Regions from separate parts of the Mus musculus genome. Here region 2 is linked to region 1. A link is a contact called in public promoter capture Hi-C data. All regions are on one chromosome and are shown on one strand. The core of a region is the stretch at or near the end of the contact, and the rest is flanking DNA. Distances in the headings are between cores, read along the strand shown. Region 1 overlaps Gm38424 (a long non-coding RNA gene). Region 2 overlaps Babam2 (BRISC and BRCA1 A complex member 2).

Evidence for each region. Capture Hi-C pulls out chosen DNA fragments and counts their contacts.
Region 2: a promoter capture Hi-C map of adipose tissue shows a contact between it and region 1. The contact joins two enhancer-like sites. A contact is called at or near these places in 5 of 39 promoter capture datasets (the C10 cell line, cranial neural crest, hippocampal neurons and 2 more), 1 of 15 datasets of contacts at CTCF or cohesin (the NIH/3T3 cell line), 5 of 484 Hi-C or Micro-C datasets (adipose-derived mesenchymal stem cells, cortical neurons, epidermal suprabasal cells and 1 more), 15 of 115 datasets of contacts at active chromatin or transcription factors (the 230-238 cell line, acute myeloid leukemia, bone marrow-derived macrophages and 6 more) and 3 of 9 other capture datasets (adipose tissue, embryonic stem cells and liver).

The regions. Positions count from the first base shown.
Region 1 is chr5:31,601,297-31,603,996 of GRCm38.p6, forward strand. All of the region lies in intron 2 of Gm38424 (a long non-coding RNA gene), which reads left to right. Among named protein-coding and RNA genes, the nearest start is that of Gm38424, 5.7 kb to the left of the region's middle. Within about 2 kb of position 1,310, at least 197 of the 459 cell types and tissues checked have an H3K27ac peak or open chromatin away from gene starts, as enhancers often do. A contact at or near this core is called in adipose tissue, heart atrium and uterus, where this site is marked.
Region 2 is chr5:32,079,634-32,082,333 of GRCm38.p6, forward strand. All of the region lies in intron 11 of Babam2 (BRISC and BRCA1 A complex member 2), which reads left to right. Among named protein-coding and RNA genes, the nearest start is that of Gm40277, 9.4 kb to the right of the region's middle. Within about 2 kb of position 1,363, at least 43 of the 459 cell types and tissues checked have an H3K27ac peak or open chromatin away from gene starts, as enhancers often do. A contact at or near this core is called in adipose tissue, heart atrium and uterus, where this site is marked.

The DNA.
Region 1 (2,700 bases), core at 60-2,559:
GTTGGCTTTATGCTCGTTCTTACAGTTTCTGGAACAGACAGCTTCCTAAGGGCATTTCCTTATCTAGGTGTTTGACAGGCTCAATTGGATTAGCTCTGAAGGGACAATTAGTACGCCTTTGCTCTTTACCAGAAAACCTCTAGCTAGATAGTAATCGTATGGTCGTTTGGACAGTTTCAGAATGTCATGGCTCCACCCGGGCCTGCTCTTCTAACCTGTAATCTAAGTTCTGCAGCTTTGGTTCCTCACTTTACAAGATGCTGATGATGAGGGAGGAGCCCATCCTTGGCTTTCAAGCCTTCTAGAACCTGACTAACAGCAATGTATATCAGTAAAAGACATGAACTGGGTATGGTAGAGAACACCTGTAACCCCAGCACTTAATAGGCTGAGGCAGGAGGGTTACTGTGTGATCAGGGGCTAGTCTTGTTTACAGAGTAAGGTCCTATCTCAGCAAACATCTTCATGATAATAACAATAATAATAATTTAAAAATAGAGAAATTGTGTGTAATGATAGCTAATATAGCCTTTGAGTCAAGTATATTGTCATAGGTTCTTTTTCTTTTAATTAAGAAAAAGTTGTGGGGCACATGCCTTTAGTCCCAGCACTGAGGAGTCAGAGACAGGACAGCAGGGTTACATGGGGCTGGGGTGATGGCTCAGCAGTTAAGTATACTTATTGACTGCTCTTCCATAGGACCTGGGTTCAATTCCTAGCACCCACATGGCAGCTCACAAGGGCCTGCAACTCCAGCTCTAGGAGATCTGACTCCCTCTTCTGGCCTCTTCCAGAACCAGAGTTGTGAGCAACCTGATGAGGTGTTGGAAGCAAACCAGGGTCTTGCAAGAGTAGTAAGCACTGTTAACTACTGCGCCATACCTCTAGTCCTAAAAAGCCTTTTAAAATATTTTTAACATTTATTTATTTGTTTAGTGTGTGTGTGTGTGTGTGTGTGTGTGCGCGCGCATGTGCGTGTTTGCACATCACCCCCAGATGTCACAGGCCTACATGTGGAGGCTAGAGGACGACTTGCAGGAATCTATTTTCTTTCTCTACCATGTGGGTACCAGGGATGAAGCAATGTCAGGAGAGTGGGGAGGACTCTGGCAGCTGAGCACTTCTTTTTCCATGGATTTGAATCTAAAGAGAGACTGTTGGGTGGAGCCTGGCTGGAAGGAGAGAGACAGCCTCCCCCAGATTTCCAGCTGCCCCAAGTGGTTGCCTCACAGGCTGTTACTTAACTCTCCTTACCACTTCCTGGGGTGGGGAAGGGAAGGGTGGAGTGTAGCAGCTGATGCAACAGGCCAAGCAAAGCTGCTGTTGTTCTTTGAGGACAGAGGCAAGGCCAGCAGGGTTGGGCTGTCCTGGGCTGCAGCTGTAAGACTCCGCTCTCTGAAAGGTCTCAGCTTCCTCTTCTTGCTGTCTTTATTACTGAAATGGGGCTCACCCTCTGACCCTCTAAATTTCTCTGTTAGGATTCACCTGCATTCATTCACAACTTCATTAACTTGAAGCCATGTCTGCTGGGAACACATGCAGTGGGGTGTTCAGAAGGGGACAGGCTGATTGGAGGACCTGCTCCCACTAGATCATGCTTCCCAGGAGTTCTTCCAGGGGGAAATGGATCCAGCCAGAGGGATCAGAATGTGTCAGATCCAAAAATGTCTTCTGTAGTGCCAACAGCTTCAAAACACACCTTGGGGAATGCACTTTCTGTTTAAGGACACATCTAGCCATTAGAAATGAGCTATGTGTCATTTTCTCTTTTCCATTACACATACAAACACACACACGCACACACACACACACACGTGTAGCTGGGGTGATGTTTCAGTCCAGTGTATCTTAGATGTGCGTGCATGCTTGTGTGTGTGTGTGTGTACATATATATGTATGTATGTATGTATATATGTATATATATATGGGGCATGATGGCTCAGTGGGTAAAGGGCACTTGCCACAATAGTGTAGCAATCACTTAAATTCAATTTCTGAGGCCTAGATACAGGTAGAAGGAGAGAATAAACTTCATAATGCTATCTTCTGACTTTCACTGAAAAGAAAAGAAGCTGTGGAGGTACACAGAATTTGGCTGACCAGTAAGTTCCTAGGATCTATTGTATCTTCCCATGCCCAGTGCTAGGGGTCCAGATATGCCTGGAATTATTATTATTATCATTATTATTATTACTACTATTATTTATAGGCATTCAGATATAGCTCCTTGAGCAAGAGCAGTAAGCGCTTTACCCCCTGAGCCATCTCAGCAGCACCTAGAACATATATGTTGAATGTAACATATAGAATTCTGTCCTGTGTGGGAAAATTCACTTCTAAATCTTTCCCCAAGTCAGTTCATTCTGAGATGATTAATTTGGTTAATATATGATTGGCCCCTTTTCTCCTTGGCATCGAATAACTAAATTTAGAAAGAAGCCTTGAGCAAGGTAGCTTATAATTTAAGTGCACATTTTATGATTATACACTTGTTCACATACAGGGGTATGCAATCAAATGTGATCATCTGGACAGCCTGAAATAGAGCAATTATGGTGTTAGTGCAGTGGGGCAGGAGCTGGGGGCCTTCTTGTGTCAGCCATCACCCTGATTTATGGATGGTTTTATCTCATTAACCTTTAAGTCCGGAGCTCATGAGTGACTCTTGGAACTGCAACCTACGTGGAGGCAACCGTGTAG
Region 2 (2,700 bases), core at 113-2,612, 480 kb after region 1:
CCTAGTCAACAGCTGTGACCTCCTTCCTGACCAAAAATTTGTACCCAAGGAGCAAACCCAGCAGGTTTGGAAGATGAATGAGGGCCTCAGGTAGCTTTGGCTGCAGAGCTCACCCTTAGATGCCACCAGTATGCCACCAGTATGCCACCAAGCAGACCAGGACTGAATTTCAGAGGATCTATCCTGTCCCCAGGACATTGGCTGCTTGTCCAGTGTAAAAGTAGCCATCTCACTGCTCCAGCTGACAGCTCTGTATGGGATGTTTGAGGAAGGAGGAGTCAGTCAAGAAGCCACAGGAAGAGGATGAACTAAGGACACAGACTCGCAGACCTGTCTCCCTGTACAAGGCATCCCTCGTCCACAGAGACTCACGATGTTTATGGCTGTTTACAAAAACTCTGAACCTCTCTGCCCAATGCTTAGACCCAGCTTGGTCCCCATGTTAACAGTTGGCAGCATTGATCATCTATTAGGTTGGTTATTATGTCAAGGGCTTACTTGGGCCATCTCATTTAAGAACCTTTTAAGGTAGCTATAGTTGTTCCCATATTATAGATGAAGAAGCCAAACTAATGTCACTTGCCCAAGGGATCCAGCTAATAAAGGCACATGAACAGGCCTGAAGCTGAGATCTCACTACTTCAGAGCCTACTCTACATGACCTGTCACCCACAGTCAGCGGCAGGCCAAGCTCTCAGCTGTGTAGAAGAGAGAGCTGCAGTCCAGAGAGGAGACTATCAGCCCTGGGTCCAGGGCAAGAGAAGGAGAGCTGCTAATAAGCACTGCGTCTCCTGCCCCGCGCCCTGCTGTACACAGAACTGACCTCATCACAGCCTGGGATCCCTTTGCTACAATTTGTTTTCTGGAGATTCTTGGACTGTGCTGGGATTTTGAAATCTCAAGCAATAGGACATCAATTAGACCTACCAAAGGGATGAGAGTATCAGAGCCTTATTCCACCCTGAAACATAATAGACTCTGAACTGTTCTGAAACTAAAACTTCTAGCATGAGTGGAGTGAGGGACTTGGCTGACTCCAGGCATCTGTCTCCTGCCACCACACCCACCCCTGGCCAGTTAATGCTAAGGCAAGGAGCCTTCCCTACCACATCACACACTTGGGAAGCTTTCTGGACACTTTGCCTTTGGTAACAGATGTAGATACCTAGTGCCGTTAGCATGCTGTGCCCTGGGCAGCTCCTCGTTTTCTCTGATAAAAACTAAATAATTGAAAGCAGGGCTCTAAAACCATCTATAAATGGGTGGGCGCCAGTTGTCATTTTCCCCCTCCTGTGCCTGCTTCCCCTCCCTTAACTGACTTAATGAGGAGCCAAGCTGAGAAGCGATCTCTGCAAACAGCTGGTAGCACCATGCCTTTAAATAGCCCTCGCCACACTTCCCTCGTGGAGGCACAGTTTGCCCTGGCAGGAAAAGCCCAGGAAACACAGGAAACTTTCTGCAAATTTTCCGCAAAGGAAGAGCCTGCCTGCCTATCAGTCATGCTCCCTGTTGCCAAGACCCTTTGTATAAGGGCCTTGCAGCCCCTTCCCCACAAGTGTTCCCAGGAAACACTGAACTAAGGGCTATAGCTCCAGACCCTATGAGACTCTGGTCCTGGGAGGGATGACAGGGGACCACTCGAACTATGGCTGCCAGGCTCAGGCTAATGCCTGGAGCCAATCCTTGCAGCCTTCACCGTCTATTTAACCAGGAATGTTGGGATCCTGCTGTATGTAACCTAGAAACAGCCAGAGTGACCCTGACTACAGTGACCTTGAAGTAAGGGCTACAGGCACTGACAGCAGCCTACCCACTCTGATCCTCAGATTAAGGGAGTCAGCTTTCCCCAGCTACACATCTAGACTGTTGGGAAAATAGAAGCCACTGGAATATGTGGCTTGCAGCCACAGTTGCCACACTCTGTCCTTTGTGAACCTCACCTTGGGGCTTCTCTTGGTTCGTCCAGCTGTGTTCCAGGTCAGGACACAGTCTCATCAGCTCTTTCTTATGTATGAAGAGTGTTTGGTCTGGTGCACCTGTGCACAAGTGCTTTAAAGTCAAGGTGACAGTGATGTAGGCACTGTGGGGCTGTGTCGGTCAGGAATGGATGAAAGATACTAAATCTATCTGTCTTTCTCTCTTTTCTCTGGCACAGTTTAAAATTTAATAACGGCTAGTTTCCTCTGTCACTACCTAAACACTACATTTACTGGTAGAGTATTATTCTCTCACCCACATACTTTAATAGTTAGAAATGCACAGGTTTAAACTAACCCTGCCAACAAGTGGCTACCATGAGCTATGTTCATTGAAGCCACTGTGGACTGCATGTTGAACCAGGGCTAAGCCAGTAAGCCCCATTTTACAGGGGCCATCAATGTGACCTGTCAGGGAGGATATGTGAATATTCAAATGTCCTGGAAGCACAGGGACTGACTATGGGCAGACGAGAATCCTCTGATGGCTTAGCAGTGTGGAAAGCATTCCATCTAACCTAAATGGAAGTGAAGGTGAGAATGGTGCTGCTAGAAAGAGGATGTAGTCACGTGCTGGAGGAGAGGCAGAAACACAGGCTTGGGGCTCATACACTAACTATGGGTGGGCTTAGAGGAGTCTGTAGCATAAGATGTATGTACTAGGAATGGAAGCTCTGCTTGCACTTTTTCTGAGAGTGTCCTTTGTTTACTTCTCAAAGGAATG